Linked DNA regions of Danio rerio: region 2 is linked to region 1. Evidence: chromatin contacts called from public Micro-C data. All regions are on one chromosome and are shown on one strand. The core of a region is the stretch at or near the end of the contact, and the rest is flanking DNA. Distances in the headings are between cores, read along the strand shown. Region 1 holds the start of tent4b (terminal nucleotidyltransferase 4B). Region 2 holds the start of cebpg (CCAAT enhancer binding protein gamma).

Region 1 (7,839 bases), core at 3,343-5,842:
CAATTGGTACTAATGGGCATAGAGTTTGCCAAGAAAAAATCCCCCACAGCATTACATCACCACCACCAGTCTGTAACCCTTGACATAAGGCAGGATGGATCCATGCTTTCATGTTGTTGACTCCAAATTCTGACCCTACCATCCGAATGTCGCAGCAGAAATCAAGACTCATCAAACCAAGCAGCGTTTTTCCAATCTTCTTTTGTCCAATTTTGGTGAGCCTGTGTGAGTTGTAGCCTCAGTTTGCTGTTCTTAGCTGACAGGAGCGGCACCTGGTATGGTCTTCTGCTGCTGTAGCCCATCCGCCTCAAGGTTCGGTGCGTTGTGCGTTCAGAGATGCTTTTCTGCATACCTTAGTTGTAACAAATGGTTATTTGAGTTAATGGTGATTTGGTTTGAAGTGCAGAAGATCGTCTTGACCATGTCTTCATGCCTAAATGCACTGAGTTGCCATGTAATTGGCAGATTAGAAAATTGCATTAATGAGCAGTTGGACAGGTGTACCTGATTAAGTGGCCAGTGAGTGTATTTTGCTTGGATAACTTGAAAAGTTGGGTCATTCTAAATGCATTTTAACGTAGGCTATGCTTTTAGATATTTAAGATTTGTTTTAATTTTTATATTTGTTGCATTAGAGTAAGCTTAACACTGTTAATGTGATTTGTGTTGGGACAACATGAAGGAATAAAGTTAATTAGTATTAACAAATTTAATTGAACTGAACATAAAACTATTAAGTTGTCACTCCAAAAATCTCATTCAGCTCATTTTTTAAAAGCTTGAACAAACAGCAAATGTCATTTTTTGAGAGAATGTCAGCTCCCAACCTTAAAACAACATCAGAATATTATCATGGACAAAAATATTGCATACCTTATCTAATTTAATGCATTGTTTTTATTAAATATGTTCAGTAGAATGTATTCACTATTACAAATGGCTTCATTTATGCCATTATACAGCACTTTGATGTATATTAAATATTTTGATGTACAAATGAAAAATGTATGATAAAATATGCCTGTGCGTTCTGAAGTTAATCAGTGAACAGTGTTGTTGGAGTGTATTTGTCATCACATTGCATGTACAATTGTCCCTATTTCTTTTTGCAGCTGATTGGAAATGCATTACTAAATGTAGCAACAAAGGACGCAAACCTGGTAGTGTGTGGGGAAGCTCTTGATGCTCTCTTCGACGTGTTTGCCGATGGCGATGAAGCAGAGAAAGCTGCAAAAAATATTGACCTGCTTTCTTCTCTCAAAGCCCTTCAACCAGGGTTTAGAGCCAAGGTTTGTTTAAAGCCAACAAGAGATATTACCAGGAATATACAAGCGCACTCATCCATCACATTCACACGCCCAAGCTGTAATATTAAATCAGAAAAACCTCCCAATACATGTTCAGGCTTGAGCTCAAGGTTCAAGCTTGAGTTCTGTTGCATAAGCACATCTCTGCCTGACAGAAAGAAGCTCTGAAAACCAGCTCAACAGATCTGTTTTGGTTGGCTGATCTTTTACTTTATAACTCTAAAGTACTTTTTCAGCTGCTTTTATCCATTCACAGCATGGCCATTGCTGGATCTCTGTATGTTCTTCGGCCTTTAGATGGCAGGCTTTTCACAGTTTAACCGTTTGTTTCCTCACAGCTGCGAAAAGAAGGCAAAGGAAAATACAGCCCTGATCAGCTTTGCGTTCTGGACAACATAAGGATCAACCTGAAGAGATTTATCGGCTACTTGGAGAACCTGCAAAGAAAATGAGATTTAAGTGATCAGCAGAGCAACTCTTATTTAGCATTTCCTGTTTATAATCCTTTTTGGTTTTATTTTTATGTGAGAGTGTTTATGTGAGGAAATGAAGACATAAAATAATGTTTGTAAAACCAAACATATGAGTGCTTTAATTAAAGCATTAACTATCAGTATGGCCTCTTGTGGTGCTTTTAAGAATTAAAAGCACAGTTTGTCCCAAAAAATGAAATGAAGTTTCACAAACTAATTTCGAGAGGAGCATGTGATATGATTGATCGCGGCAGGTCTCTCATCTGTAATCATTTGTAAACTACTTGGATTATTCCAAACTCACTGTAAATAGCTCGTCTAGCATTACTCCCTCGCCTTTGTTTTTTGAAGAATCCCCCCACCCCACCCCCTTTCCTCCTTTACCAGGGGGAGCTCTTGAGAACTACCTGATCTTGTACCTCCTTACATGAGCCCTGAGCTCAGAGTTCTCTCCTGGCCTGGGACAGCATGCAAAACCTGCTTATAATATCAAGCAATATCTGAGTGTGAACTTTTGAATTTTTCATCATTTACTCAGCCTCCATTTGTTTCCGGGTTTCTTTTTTTGTTTAACACAAAATATATTTTGAAAAATGTTGCAAACTGGCAGCCGTTCACTTTCATTAGGATATTTTATTCCTACTACTATGGATGTCAGTGACTACTGGTTTCCTACATTCTTCAAGTTATCTTCTTTTGTATTCAACCAAAAAATAAAAACTCCATATTAACCACATAGGGGGGAATACATCTTAATTTCTGCGGGAACTTTACCTTTAAGAGGTCTTTTAGCTAAATTTCAGCATGTATGTTAAAAAGCAAACAAAACAATGCCACCCTGTCCCATAAGAGAGTTCTCTTTAAAGCCCAGGTTATTCTACCTTTGGTAAAGCTTGTTTTGTCCTGAAAGAGGAGTATCTGAGAAATGATGATAGACCAGCGCCTGGAGATTACTTTATGAACACTGTTATGTTGCTCAGTTTCCCCTCTGACCCAGTCCATCATAATGTGAGAACAGCAAAACGCTTTTATGTTGCACTTTATGGCCCACAGCAGAGCAACAGTGGATTATCAGATGTTTATTAGTTGTATTCGATCCCTCATAAACCTGTCTATGTAGAAATGTTGTAGTATATATGTTAGGTTATCTTATGTTTTACTTATCTTAATATACCTCATAAACAGTCATGATCCATTAGCTTTGCATATCTAATTGTAGCAAAAAGAAATTATTAAATATTGCTCAAGGATTTTCAAGCTTTCTATTTTAAATCTACATTTATAAATGGGCTGGGTGAGTCAACATGAGGACAAGCATTGAAAAAAATGTGAGAAATATAACGTTGAATTTAATAAAAACATTAAACATTTTGAAATGAGTAAACACAAAATAAGTAAAATATTTATCAAATCTAATCAATATAAAGTTATAGAAAATATGATTGATACAAGTTGTCAAAAGTGACCTTGTAATTAAAACAAGAATATTAAATGATTATGAAATATGTTTTTACTGTTACATTTTTCATCATTTACATCACATTTAAAAGGATTGAGAATCATCTTTTGCCTTTTTACCATCAAGTAGATATCCGCAATAAGAATTATTATAAATTATCATGTAGGCATGGGCTGATATAAGATTCTAACAGTATGATAACCTTGTCTGGGGAAAACAAAAAATTGTTTCTCCATCGAACACATTTTATTTAATAAACATTTAAAATATTTTGGAACAGTAGTTTTTGATGTGGAGGGTCCTTTTCAGTTTAAGATACTATTGCCCTAAAAAAACTAAATAAAACGGCTGATGTCAAGTACATCTAATTTCCAGCCCTCATCCCTGGTTAGGCTTTACATTAAAATTAAAAAAATAATAATAAACTAGAAAAAACTTAATACAGCGAACATAAAATGTAAGTCAATCTGCATACTAAAGAGGAATGTAAACCCGACCAACCTGAAAGAATACTTAATGCTCACATTGCTGTAAAGATTTCAACCATACTTGGCTTTACAGAAAAAAAAACTGGGAGTTTTGATTGTAGTTTTAAATCAACAGGCATGGCATTTCATAGATGTGAACCTTTCACTGAAAATGATGACTCCCCCATAGTGGTTCTGCATCTGCGGATTCTACAATTCCCACTTACTGACCCCCTAGTCTTTAATCACTGTTGAATTTATGTATCAACTCACTGCCTACTTTAGGGGCAAGACCATGCATACACTTAAACATAGTTTTAAAAAATGAAAACTTTAATTATAAAAAACATCAAAACTTAAGTGATATTTTTAAAGATTTTGACAGTGATGCCACTATTGGTTTCTGATCCATTACCTTTAAAGTTAATTTGTATAGTGACATTACAGGCTTAACAACTGATTGAGTAGCTTGAGCCCAGATTATTGCACAATAAGACATACGTGATCATATCATAGCATGCACATACATTTGCGCTGCTTTAAGATATATATATATGGTCTTGTCATGCGAAAGCAGTTTAAATTCCGATCAAAACGTTTATCGTCCTATGCCTGTATCATAGACATCTATTTATATTGCACTGTCGCTTTAAATGGCACAAAGAAACACAAGTCGGATGGACCTGTCCCATTGTAATAATACTGCTGTTTATATTCTATTTGCGGACTCCTGTTCCCGTAATCTAATTTCTGTCAGTGCATTACAAAATAATCCAATTAGGAGATAACAGTGGGACCCCATGCACTAGATATACGGCTCATTGGATTAGTGCCACCTTTTACAGGGTACATCTGAAACATGACACAGACAAGAGCTTCATATTACCACAATGTATCAACCCCGCTGTTGTTGTTACGTAACACAGAAGCTGTAACGTGCGCTCTTGCGTAACTCACAGTCCGCGCGCCCCCGTTTCACGCTCGCTCGCGCCTGGCAGAGCATGCGCAGTCGCGTCGGGGTCTATCCGCCATTGAGACACACGATCTCAGATAGAAACGGGTCAGAGGCAGTGACACAGACGACACTCACGTTTCTTCAGTCCTCGTGCTCTTAAGTTTGACGGTGACCGTTTTTAAAAGCAGAACGTCTTTTTACAGTCCGTTTACAGTGGTGTTCTCCCGTCCCCGAGAGGCGTTGATGGACCCGCACAGGATATTTTAGTCGCTGTCTAGGGCGAGCGAGCGTGTTCCCGTTAGTGGGTTAACGTGAAGTGAACCGAGCCTGGCTCTGCTCCGGGGGCAAGTGTGCCTGCATCAGCTCAGCGTTTGATGGATCCGAGAATCGCCTGGTTTCAGCCAGAACAGCGCGGACCGGCCAACAACCTGTGGATGCACATCTGGGACACGACACAGACGCTGGGAAACCTCTACTTTAACAACAACTGCAACACAGCCAGCGCCAAACTGACGACCAACGGCGACGGTGCGTCGAGCAACGCGGCCGACAGCAGCAGCGGTAGACCCAAGGACCAACAGGGCATGTCTGGGTCCAAACCCGACAGCGAGGTCTCCGAACAACAGGACTTCATCCCTCTGGAAGCGTTTAACAACATTAACAGCAGCAGGCCGGGCAGGGTTGTCGGCGGAGGGGGGCAAGTGGGTGGCAGCGGGGTCGCAGGAGTGGGAAACGAGTTACCAAGCAAGAGGAAAAGAGACAACAAGGCGAGCACCTACGGCTTTAACCGGAGTCTGCTGCTGACGGACGGGGCGGAGGACGGCTACGCGGGCACCCCGTGGAAGAGCAGAAACTACTCGGATGGCATAGTGGGGTGAGTGCAGAAGCGAACTTTAAATTTGTGTGGGTGTTTGGATGATAAGCCCGTTGCAGGGCCTGTTTGTTTGCTCGGACTCAGCAGCTGGCCTACACACTTGACACTTGGCGGAGGGTTATTCGGTACGTGTTAAACATGTCTTGACCTGAGGAACAAGGCTATAACACATGGCGATGGATCTGCGACCATCCATTCACTAAAATAACTATCAGGTTCTCGCAGGTTTACCAGTGGTTTGACATACGAGACGTTTCTTCACCATATTTGGCATGTCTGGAGTATCTTTGCAATCCTTCCATTTAAATGACCTGCGCTGGCTTGTCAGCTGCTCTCCCGAGTCTCTCTGCTGGCCCCTAACATCTCAAACTCTCTCAAACTTGGTCAGCTTAGTGTTATTCAGCATGCTCATCAGAAAAAGAAGATTTATATGGTCCACTCATCTCCTTGTTGTTTCAAAGCTGTATTATGTGGTACACTAAAATAGATATTCTGAAGAAGTTTGACCTCCACTGTATGGACCAAAAGCTAAACTAAACAGTGAGACATCTTATTTTATGTTCTGCAGAAGAGAGTCATACAGGTCTAGAATATCAATAAGGTCAGCAATTGATAAAACTTTGTCTTTAATTACCACTTTACAGTCGCCCATGATTAGACATATCATATTGTATTTGTATCACAAAAGACATTCTTGACATAAGCTAATGGCCTAAAACCAATTCAACATTTTTGTGTGTATTATTAGATTCTTGTTAGGGATGCTCCGGTTAGGATTTTTGGAGCAGATACCGAGTACGGATTCCTCGTCATTGTGATTGGCTGATACTGAGTACTGATTCTGATTTTCAAGCTTTATGTAACTTTAACATTGCATAAAGCAAAGTTTCCCTGATAGCAGAGATCTATCCTTTCCTAAAAGAAAAAAACAAAGGATGTTTCATAAATTCCCTTAACACATCTCGTAACTATTTATTGTGGACATGTCATGGTCAGAAGCAGCTTTACAGAAAATAATAGCTAAGACAGATGAAAAATTTATAAAGAAAATGACTAACAGTAGAATTTGGGAACATTTCAAATTATAAAAGAAGAATTCAATATCTCTCAATAGAGATAAAGTTTAGAGTGCATACTTGATGCATAAGAAGTTTGATCTTAAAGTTTGATCTTAAAATTAAATGGATCTTCCTCTGCTTGTAAATCTGTAAAAGAACACTTTCGATCTGTTTATGTGATCGGCCAGATTAGCGAGTACCGATCAAGTCATAAAACTTGATTATCGGCCGATATCAATCTGGCCAATCAATTGAAGCATCCCTAATTTTTGTATATACAATTTTAGAGTAAACTACTTTAATAAGTGTTTAAGCATTAGGTTTGTGATTAACCCCGCTGCAAATCTAACAATCTGAATATTTTTAAAATACATTTTCTAAGTTTAAAAAAAAAATGTTGACTGCATTTTCATGATCATTATCACAATATTTTGTATTATTCAAAAATTGGCACATCTAACCACGAGTCTACATAAATGTGTGGTTTCTGTCACAATGCCATAGTTATAGCTGTTACTAGTAGGTTATACTATTTTACAGTAGTAACAGTTAGTGTTATGGAAATTGCTATTACCAATGTAAAATACTAAATGAAATAATGTGATTTGTGGAAGAGTAGAACAAATCAAGGTTGCAACATCTATAATCTAGAAGATCAAAGATTACTTTACTGCATTTATGTATTGTTGCATATCTTAAAGGATATTTTTCTTTTGCATGACTTTATACTGTGAGACTAATCCCATTTAGAAACCTCCAAAACTGTATGAATTACTGTAATTCTTTTCATAGAGTCACGGTACTATAGTTATCGCCTCTATTAATCATTATCTGTCTCCCATTCACTCAGCCAGTCAGTAATCTACACCTTGCACTTTACGCTCGGGTTACTCAACAATTGTAAGTCATGATGACTTACATTTGTTTATTTCATTTTTATAAACTAGGGATTTTTTCTACTCCCATCATCACAATGATGACTGCAAGTGTTTTTGGTATGAATCAATCTAGACCACCGATAGAACCGATATGCTCACCGATATGCTCAATATTCTGCCTTTATTTTTGTTATACATTAAATGTCCACTCAACCAGCTTTCAAGCTGAAATAAACATATTATTAATAAGTCACATAAGAATGTAGTAGTTGAACTGAAGTATTATTAAGATGTATTGTAATTGAACAAATGATCATTGCCCACACAGAACCAATGATCTTTGTTTTAGTTCATAAGGCAAGCTAGTG
Region 2 (7,839 bases), core at 2,418-4,917, 190 kb before region 1:
ATTAGACTTCTTCATCTTGCTGGGTGCTGTGGCCTTACCCCCACCGCCGGGATTCACTGGCACTAATTGAGGAACCTGTCAAAATTAAGATACGTAACAGTTAGCAATGGTATACTCCAGGGCTGTAATCACAGAGTGTGTATATCTGTCCCTGTCGCTTGGTGATTTTCTAAAATATAATTAATTTTGTTAAACCATTAAAATTACCATTTTTTTTTAATCAATAACCTACTGAAGATGAAAATAGTAGTTTATAGCTACAGCCTTTTTTTAATCGTTTGGATTGTGCCCCTTGTAGTAATAACTTTATATTAAAGAGACAGCAAGAGACAGATGCACCAGATTGATTTTATGGCAGCAGGTTAAACTTTCTGGCACATTTACAGCACTTGCATACATAAATTAAACAAAGAATAGACTTGGGTCTATTGGTGTGTGTGCGCGCTCTGTTGCACACAAGGTTTCTATATTGATCACCACCTCAGAGGATATTGGAGGTCGCAAGTCACTGGCATTGTTATTTTGGGGGTCGCGGGTTAAAAAGATTGGTATCCCCTGATCTAAAGTGAGGTAGAAAAAATATTTAATCCAATACTGTTTTAAAATCAGAGCTGGGCAATTTAAAATAAAATCAAAATCTTGATTAATTGATTGATTTTAACTTGATTACGATTAATGAATGATTATTTTATTTCTTTGCCCTCATAGTTCACTAACAAGATTTGTACAGTAAATATTCTCACATATTACAAGTCAGATATTTTTGAATGAAGGGTGCATTACTGGATTTTAAAATAAATGAAGGAAACACACTATTTACTATCTATGATTATTTATTGAACATCAACGTTGAACAACTGAAATTAAAACACACACTGCCTACAACCAACAGTCACTACTTCCTTTAAAAAAATAGAAAATAAATAACTTGCACTTTTGGAAACAAAATAAATTATTTTCATTGTTTTTAAAAAGAAGAAAATAAGCAGTATCTCTTCTAAACAAAATAAACTCTAAATAATATTTTAATATTTCTCATCATCAATAATTTTACTTGAATCTTCTGTAAACAAATATTTTAATGTAAATAATCATTTTATTGTAATGGAAAATATGCCGCCTCAAGGCATCTCTGGCGCAACTTCCAATCATTGTCAATGTAGTGCAAATGTGCGATGTGTTGTTACATTTTTTTAAGAGGTGCACGGGTATGCGACCATGCAAAGGCTGCACTGGCCCATACCCATTTGTTCGACCCAGAAGTTTAAATCAGCCTTAAAAGAGCAGGGGCATGGGACTCCACACACGGTAAGGAAAGTAATTAAAATAATTGACCTAGGAAATAATTTTATCGATAAATGTCGTTTTCGATTACTTTTCGATTATTCGCCCAGCCCTATTTAAAATAGAAATGTTTATGATGGAAGCAAACTCCTGTTCACCTCAAATTTTGTTGTTTTGAATTATAAATATGTCTGTTGTGTTCATATGTAAATCCTTAACGAGATTCAATATAAATGTTGCAATAATTGTTTTTTTTTTTTAATATTAGGCATATAAATAAGAGTCAATATGGGCTAATTTCAAATATTATTTGCATTTAGAGCATAATGATTTCTACCAAACAAGACCTAAATTTTCCCTCAACATACCATTTCTTTATACCTAATTTTTAATAATCTCTCCTAAAGTTAAAGAAATGGTCATGGCCTTGGCATATCCAATACACTTGTTTTGATATTTAGATTAGATTCAACTTTATTGTCATCACACATGTACAAGTACAAGGCAACAAAATGCCATTTAGGTCTAACCAGCAGTGCAATAGCACCAAGTGCATGATATAGGTATAAGTTATAAAGTGCAATTATAGAAAAACTATGAGTAATATTTTCAGATGGATATAGCTACTATGAACATTATACAAGTTGTATTAGTTTTGAACAGAGATTAACAATAGATGAATATGTGTACAGTTTGCTATTAATAATCAGAAGTATGCAGATATATATGAACAATTACAATTGTATATGTGCAGAGGGTATGTTAAATTCAAAATTACTTGGTGCAATGTTGTGCGATGAATATGTGCAATTTTTAAATGTGCAAACTATGGAGAGTATAAGTTATGAGGAGAGTGGGGGTTGTAAACCTATTATTTTTATTTAAACATCTTTTAAGACTATAGGAAACTGATTAGGTGAGTTCACTATAAGCTCAATTATTATGGTTTTAAGCACTGCAAAGTTTTGATCGTGCTTTCGAAAGTCATACAAGTAATCATACTGTAAACGTATGTACCTGCTGTAGACCTGCAGCTCCTGCTGGGTTCAGTGCACTATTATGAGGCTGATTCTGTATTACACTGACGCCGTTCTGATCTGTGCTGGATATTTTCTGTTGCAACTGCTTGCTCATTTGGATCCACTTCCAATGTCCGTCGCTCGCCCTCTCTGACCTTCGTTGTCAGCCTTCGCGAAACTGGAGTTATTGTTAGCTGTTATTGTGAAAAAAACACAGGATGCAGCGGTGTGCCTAAAAACCAGACAGGAGGAGAGAAAGAAGTTAGAAAAAGTACTCTGCACACATAAGCATCATTCTTCATCACACTTCTGCATAATTTAATACCACAAAATTCCCACCTGAACAGATGCTCGGCGCGAAAACGCATTATTTCAGCAAAATGCTGCAACACCTAAAACTCTGGTGAAGTGCTTGTGCTCATCCGTTAGCATTATGTTGTTGTAATCCGACCGTGCTGCCATGTCAATGTGCATATGTGGCAAAATTTCCTTCTCTCTCCTACGAGCGCGAGCTCAAGTGTTGCCCGCGGTTGCATCATCGCTCGCGCTCCCACCCGCTCCTTTGTACACGGGAGTAGGGAAACTCCGTAGTCATGCAGAACTATGCCCAGCTAAAGTTAACATTTTAAACAAACATTAGGACAGTGAAGCTACTGTAAGGCAGACTTAAGTTTTAAGGTGGTCATTTTAAAGCAGGCCAGTGTGTTTTAGGCTGTTTTTAATCGTGGCACTGTGGTTACATCATACACGGAACTATGGGAATGAAGGGGAATACCGTTGACTTACGCTAACAACAGCATGAATACATTCAAAATGGCAGCATATCTACTAAATATTTTGTAACGGATCGCGTTAAACAGCACCCATAACGAAGACACGAGTGTTAACGTTACTTGAAGTCTACGGGCGTCTAAAGCCAGCAAGATCTACTGCAGGTTAGCAGGTTGGCTAATTAGCTGGCACATTCCTAACCATGACGTCAGGGCTCTAACAATGAGCTGAAAGCTCAAACAGGCTGTTTTTTTGACCGAAATTACGCGAATGAACAATAACGAGACACATTCGAGCACGATTATGTCTAATATTGGCTTATAAAGCACTCGCTGGCCCCAGATCCGGGAGTTGAAGCTGTTTTGCAATCGAGTGAGCGGCACGGATCCTCTCATCGTGTAATTGATAAAAACTAAATTCGACAGTCTGTATAGCACAAGATAACCCCATACAACTTACCTCGAACGTTCGTGCCTTATAAGTCCTCCGCTCGGGTAAATAAAGAATAATGTCCTCTTTGTTCACGGAAAAATAAGCACAGGTTGAGGTGTTATTGTTTGGTAAAGCGGCGCTTGGGAGTATTGCGAAATCTTGTGACCATGTAGGGAAATCTACTCTTGCAGCCAATCAAACCAGAGGGTTGGAAAAATGACGAAATGCACTCTTTGATTGACATGTCCGAGAACCAATCAGGCTGCACATCTCTGTTTGAGGCGTTTTTATGCATTACAGCTTGAGATCTGTCAAGAATACTAAACAATGTAAAATATAGCTTTATTTTTTGCAATGAAAATGAAAACATAAGATTTACTCATTATTTATGAATTATGAATTGTGTTACATGCATAAATGCAGATTAATATTCTATAGTACATTAAGAAACTATTAAAATAGAAAGGAGAGCTGGGCTAAATTACCCCTAAAAATGGTTAGCCTATAGTAAAATTGTGGTAAGTTAACCATGTTTTTTATTGCCAATTGATTGCAGTTTTTACCGACAGTATTGCTAACATTAAACTTTAAGAGTAGCCAAATCATTGTTCATTTGTGGTAGTTTAACTGTGTCTTTTTGTAGTAACTCCACGTGTAAGGGTAAGTAAAAATAATTTTAATGTTCCAGCTTTTTGTTACATAGCATTTTCATTTTATATCTGGAAAACCTAAAAATAGCCTTCTCATAGAAGCTTGTGTCTATCTCGCTAAACAACTTCAATTCATGAGTAATATTTTAGGTCCATCTTTAATTTATCACATTTCTTTTCCCCTGTTTATTTATTTTGTATTCTGTTGCAAGTAAATCATGGACCTTACCATCAGGTACTACATTTCTTTAATTAATGGCATGCAACAACTCGTTAAGCTCATGCAGGGCTCTAACATGAACATGTCCAGTTCCTGCTTAAGTAATACAATTGTAAACAATAGGGAAAAAGGTCAATTATAACTTATCTATTGCTGGCGGCATGTCTGTTGGTTTCTCGTCTCATTCTTTAGGTGCCAGGCCCGCGCTGTAACAATAGAGGGAGCTCCCATACTGCGCACGCACTGATTAATGCCCGATCCTCACGCTCCAACTTCAGCGCAATTGTCAAGTTCCTCAGCTTTTCTCGCACTATGGGGAGACATGTGATGCTCTGTTGGTTTTGGCAAAGGCGGCGTATTCATTGTTGTGCGCAAACATTCTCCCTAGCGTTTATGAACAGTACAATTATGTTGAAGCGACCAGCAAACCCATTTTAATCTAATCTAATTTAAATCTTCAAGGGGATGCCCAAATCTCACTTTTGAATGTTTATTTGTGTGTGAATAAATTATGTTATGTATTTATCAGAAAATGTCATGTGTCATTAGGCTATTGTGCATTATTGTACACCTAAAAAATCATTACATCCAGTTTATTGAAAGATGCTTCTACGTTAATTTGTGTTTCATTCAGAAGGTGCTGAGCGACAGTTCTCCGTAAATGTTTGTCGTTGTAATTGCTCTCATCCTTCAGTCCGCGCTTACCTCTTCTCTCCTAACGAAAATCATTTCCCCAGTGCAAATTTCTTGCAAATTCAATTTGAATTACTCACACACCCCAAAACGTCCAAAGTCCTGCACATTTCCCACTTGCACCTATTTGAGCATCAAAACGTTAAGAAACAGTTAATATGAAAAAAACAAAGACGCCTTGTTTTAATAACTATTTTAATCAGCATAAAACGATAATATGTATATATATATATTTTTTTCATCCGGTAATAATAACATTTATGTAGTTCTAGGTCTATCAGTGCGTCCGCTGCGCTCTCGCGCACAGATCACTCAGGAAAGCATTAGGACCGCCCTCCAAACTCCAAAGACTATATAAGTGCACTCAGAAAAGTACTTGACAGACGTGAAGCTCACACACTGAGGTTGCAAGTGTCATCTTAAAGGAGATCCCGTGTGGCGTTTCAGCCTTTAAACTCGCATCCACTTTACCGCCAAGTGCACAGTCACGACAGGTTGCTTACTCACCTGTCCAGAGAACTTGCAGCCAGCACGGCTTTCTCCGGTACTGCGACCAAGCTGGATTCCCGGAGCTCTTCACCATGTCTGGCGGGTTTTAGATACTCCATGGAGCAAGCAAACCTCTACGAGGTCGCCCCACGGCCACTAATGACCAGCCTTGTACAGAATCAGCAGAACCCCTACATCTACAAAGACACCGCTGGAGACCTGAGCGAGATCTGCGAGAACGAGAACTCCATCGACATCAGCGCCTACATTGATCCGTCTGCCTTCAACGACGAGTTCCTGGCTGACTTATTCCACAACAGCTCCAAGCAAGAGAAGCTCAAACTGGCGAGCGGAGACTACGACTACCACCACGGTGCCAATGGCGCGCCGGGGGCCCCGCAGATGTATGGCTGCCTGAACGGCTACATGGATTCTTCCAAACTAGAACCCATCTACGACAGCCAAGCAAGAATGAGACCCGTGGCCATCAAACAAGAGCCTCGGGAGGAAGATGAGCTTGGCGACTCGATGCCACCCACCTACCACCACTCTCAACACCACGCGCCGCATCTGTCCTACCTTCAGCACCAGATCGCGCACTGCGCGCAAACCACCATGCATCTCCAGCCGGGCCATCCCACACCTCCCCCGACGCCCGTACCTAGTCCGCACCACCAGCACAGCCACCTGCCGGGGGGCTCCATGAAGATTGGCGATCGAGGGAAATCCAAGAAACACGTCGACAAGAACAGCACCGAGTACAGGCTGAGGAGGGAGCGCAACAACATAGCCGTGCGCAAGAGTCGGGACAAGGCGAAAATGCGCAATGTGGAGACGCAACAAAAAGTGATCGAGTTATCGGCGGATAACGATAGACTGCGCAAGAGGGTGGAACACCTCACGCGAGAACTGGAGACGTTACGGGGCATCTTCAGGCAGCTCCCCGACGGCTCGTTTGTCAAAGCCATGGGCAACTGCGCTTAACGGAGCGAGCTTGACTTTTGAAGTAACTTTTGCGTGATTTTTTTCGTCTGCTGGATAACCGCTGACACGTTCTGAAAGTGTTTCTATAGGAGCCAGGCAGCTGCGGTATACATGTGCCTTTTGTACAAAAACAAAGAAAGAAACGATAAGCTCATCTACACATTAGGACTAATACATGCTGGTGTAGTCCTGTTAGGAATGTGTGTTAGCTACGCTAAGCATATCAGTGCAGCTAATGGGCATGATTTTACCCTGTCAGTCTACTTTTCATGCTTTTCAAGTTACCAACTTTCATAACAAACCTGAACTGCCCTTTTGGCAAACAGAAAAGTTTCTGCCATAGCAGGCTTTCTACCATACCTGTTGCAGCATAACACCCACTGTATGATATTGTTGAATTTATATATCAAGCAGGGGTGGGTGGGGTTGTTCCATGGACGGTAATAGACAAAATGCCAAAGCATAGGACTGGAACTTATTGGTTTTTACTGTGGTAGGCAAGTTGTCATTCATAACTCAGACTGTGTGCACTATGTCGTCCGAACGCGACTCTATGAAGCGCATTACATTGTGAACATTTTGCCATGATTCGGGTACTGATCTGTAAAATGCTTGTCAGTATACAGCTTTTAAAGTAAACGCTTTGTATTTATGCAATATGATTGATAAAAATGTGAAAGGGTGCATATTTCTATGCAATGTTTGTTGCTGTCAGAATAATTTCGGTGGACTGTCACCGTGTGCTTTCTCACTGGTTTTGCAGTGAAGTCCTGTCTTGCTCTGTAAGCGTGTGCATTTCATGCGAACTGTTTATTTCTTTCTCTCTTTTTTGTACAACACTCGAGCAGAGATGGTTTCAGTGCCTTTTGATCATCACTGACTGAACCTTTGGACAGAAATACACAGCAAGAAAAAGGAAGCACTTTTTTACAAACTGCGTATGGCAAATGTTATACAAACGTTTATTATGTTTATTTTAAATGAACATTATATATAAATATAAATATATATGCCAAAAAGTATGAATTAAACATTGTTTTATGTCTCATTCGTTGCCTTGTCATTTTGACTAACATTTGTAACTTCATCTCTGTGTATGTGTACATGTGTTGCTATATTGTCTAAGTAATACTTTGTTTCTCAGTGTCTAATTCGTGCGACTTTATGAAGCATCAGACCCGGTGTGCAGCAACACACTCCATGCTTCTTGTAATTCTCTCGACACCGATAGGTGGCGCTCAAAAGTCATTTGAGTTCAACTGCACATATATATCTGATGTTTGAGTAAGCTGGAAAC

The links. Hi-C and Micro-C count contacts between places; a contact is called where the count stands out from the background.
Region 2: a contact with region 1 is called in a Micro-C map of caudal fin, with 2.6 times the contacts expected there. The contact joins the promoter of cebpg here to the promoter of tent4b in region 1. A contact is called at or near these places in 1 of 18 Hi-C or Micro-C datasets (caudal fin) and 2 of 4 datasets of contacts at active chromatin or transcription factors (caudal fin and embryo).

What each region holds. Positions count from the first base shown.
Region 1 is chr7:38,106,760-38,114,598 of GRCz12tu, reverse strand. It overlaps tent4b (terminal nucleotidyltransferase 4B), which reads left to right and starts at 4,592. Exons shown (of 12, transcript NM_001326696.1): 1 at 4,592-5,535. The coding sequence starts at 5,036. heatr3 (HEAT repeat containing 3) reads left to right here. Exons shown (of 15, transcript NM_200889.1): 14 at 1,113-1,289; 15 at 1,646-1,920. The coding sequence ends at 1,759.
Region 2 is chr7:38,299,658-38,307,496 of GRCz12tu, reverse strand. cebpg (CCAAT enhancer binding protein gamma) reads right to left here and starts at 3,667. Exons shown (of 3, transcript NM_131886.2): 1 at 3,534-3,667; 2 at 2,302-2,535; 3 at 1-75. The coding sequence starts at 2,418. The region is part of intron 2 of LOC141375405 (a long non-coding RNA gene); the gene reads left to right. It overlaps cebpa (CCAAT enhancer binding protein alpha), which reads left to right and starts at 5,462. Exons shown (of 1, transcript NM_131885.2): 1 at 5,462-7,839. The coding sequence starts at 5,676. The coding sequence ends at 6,542.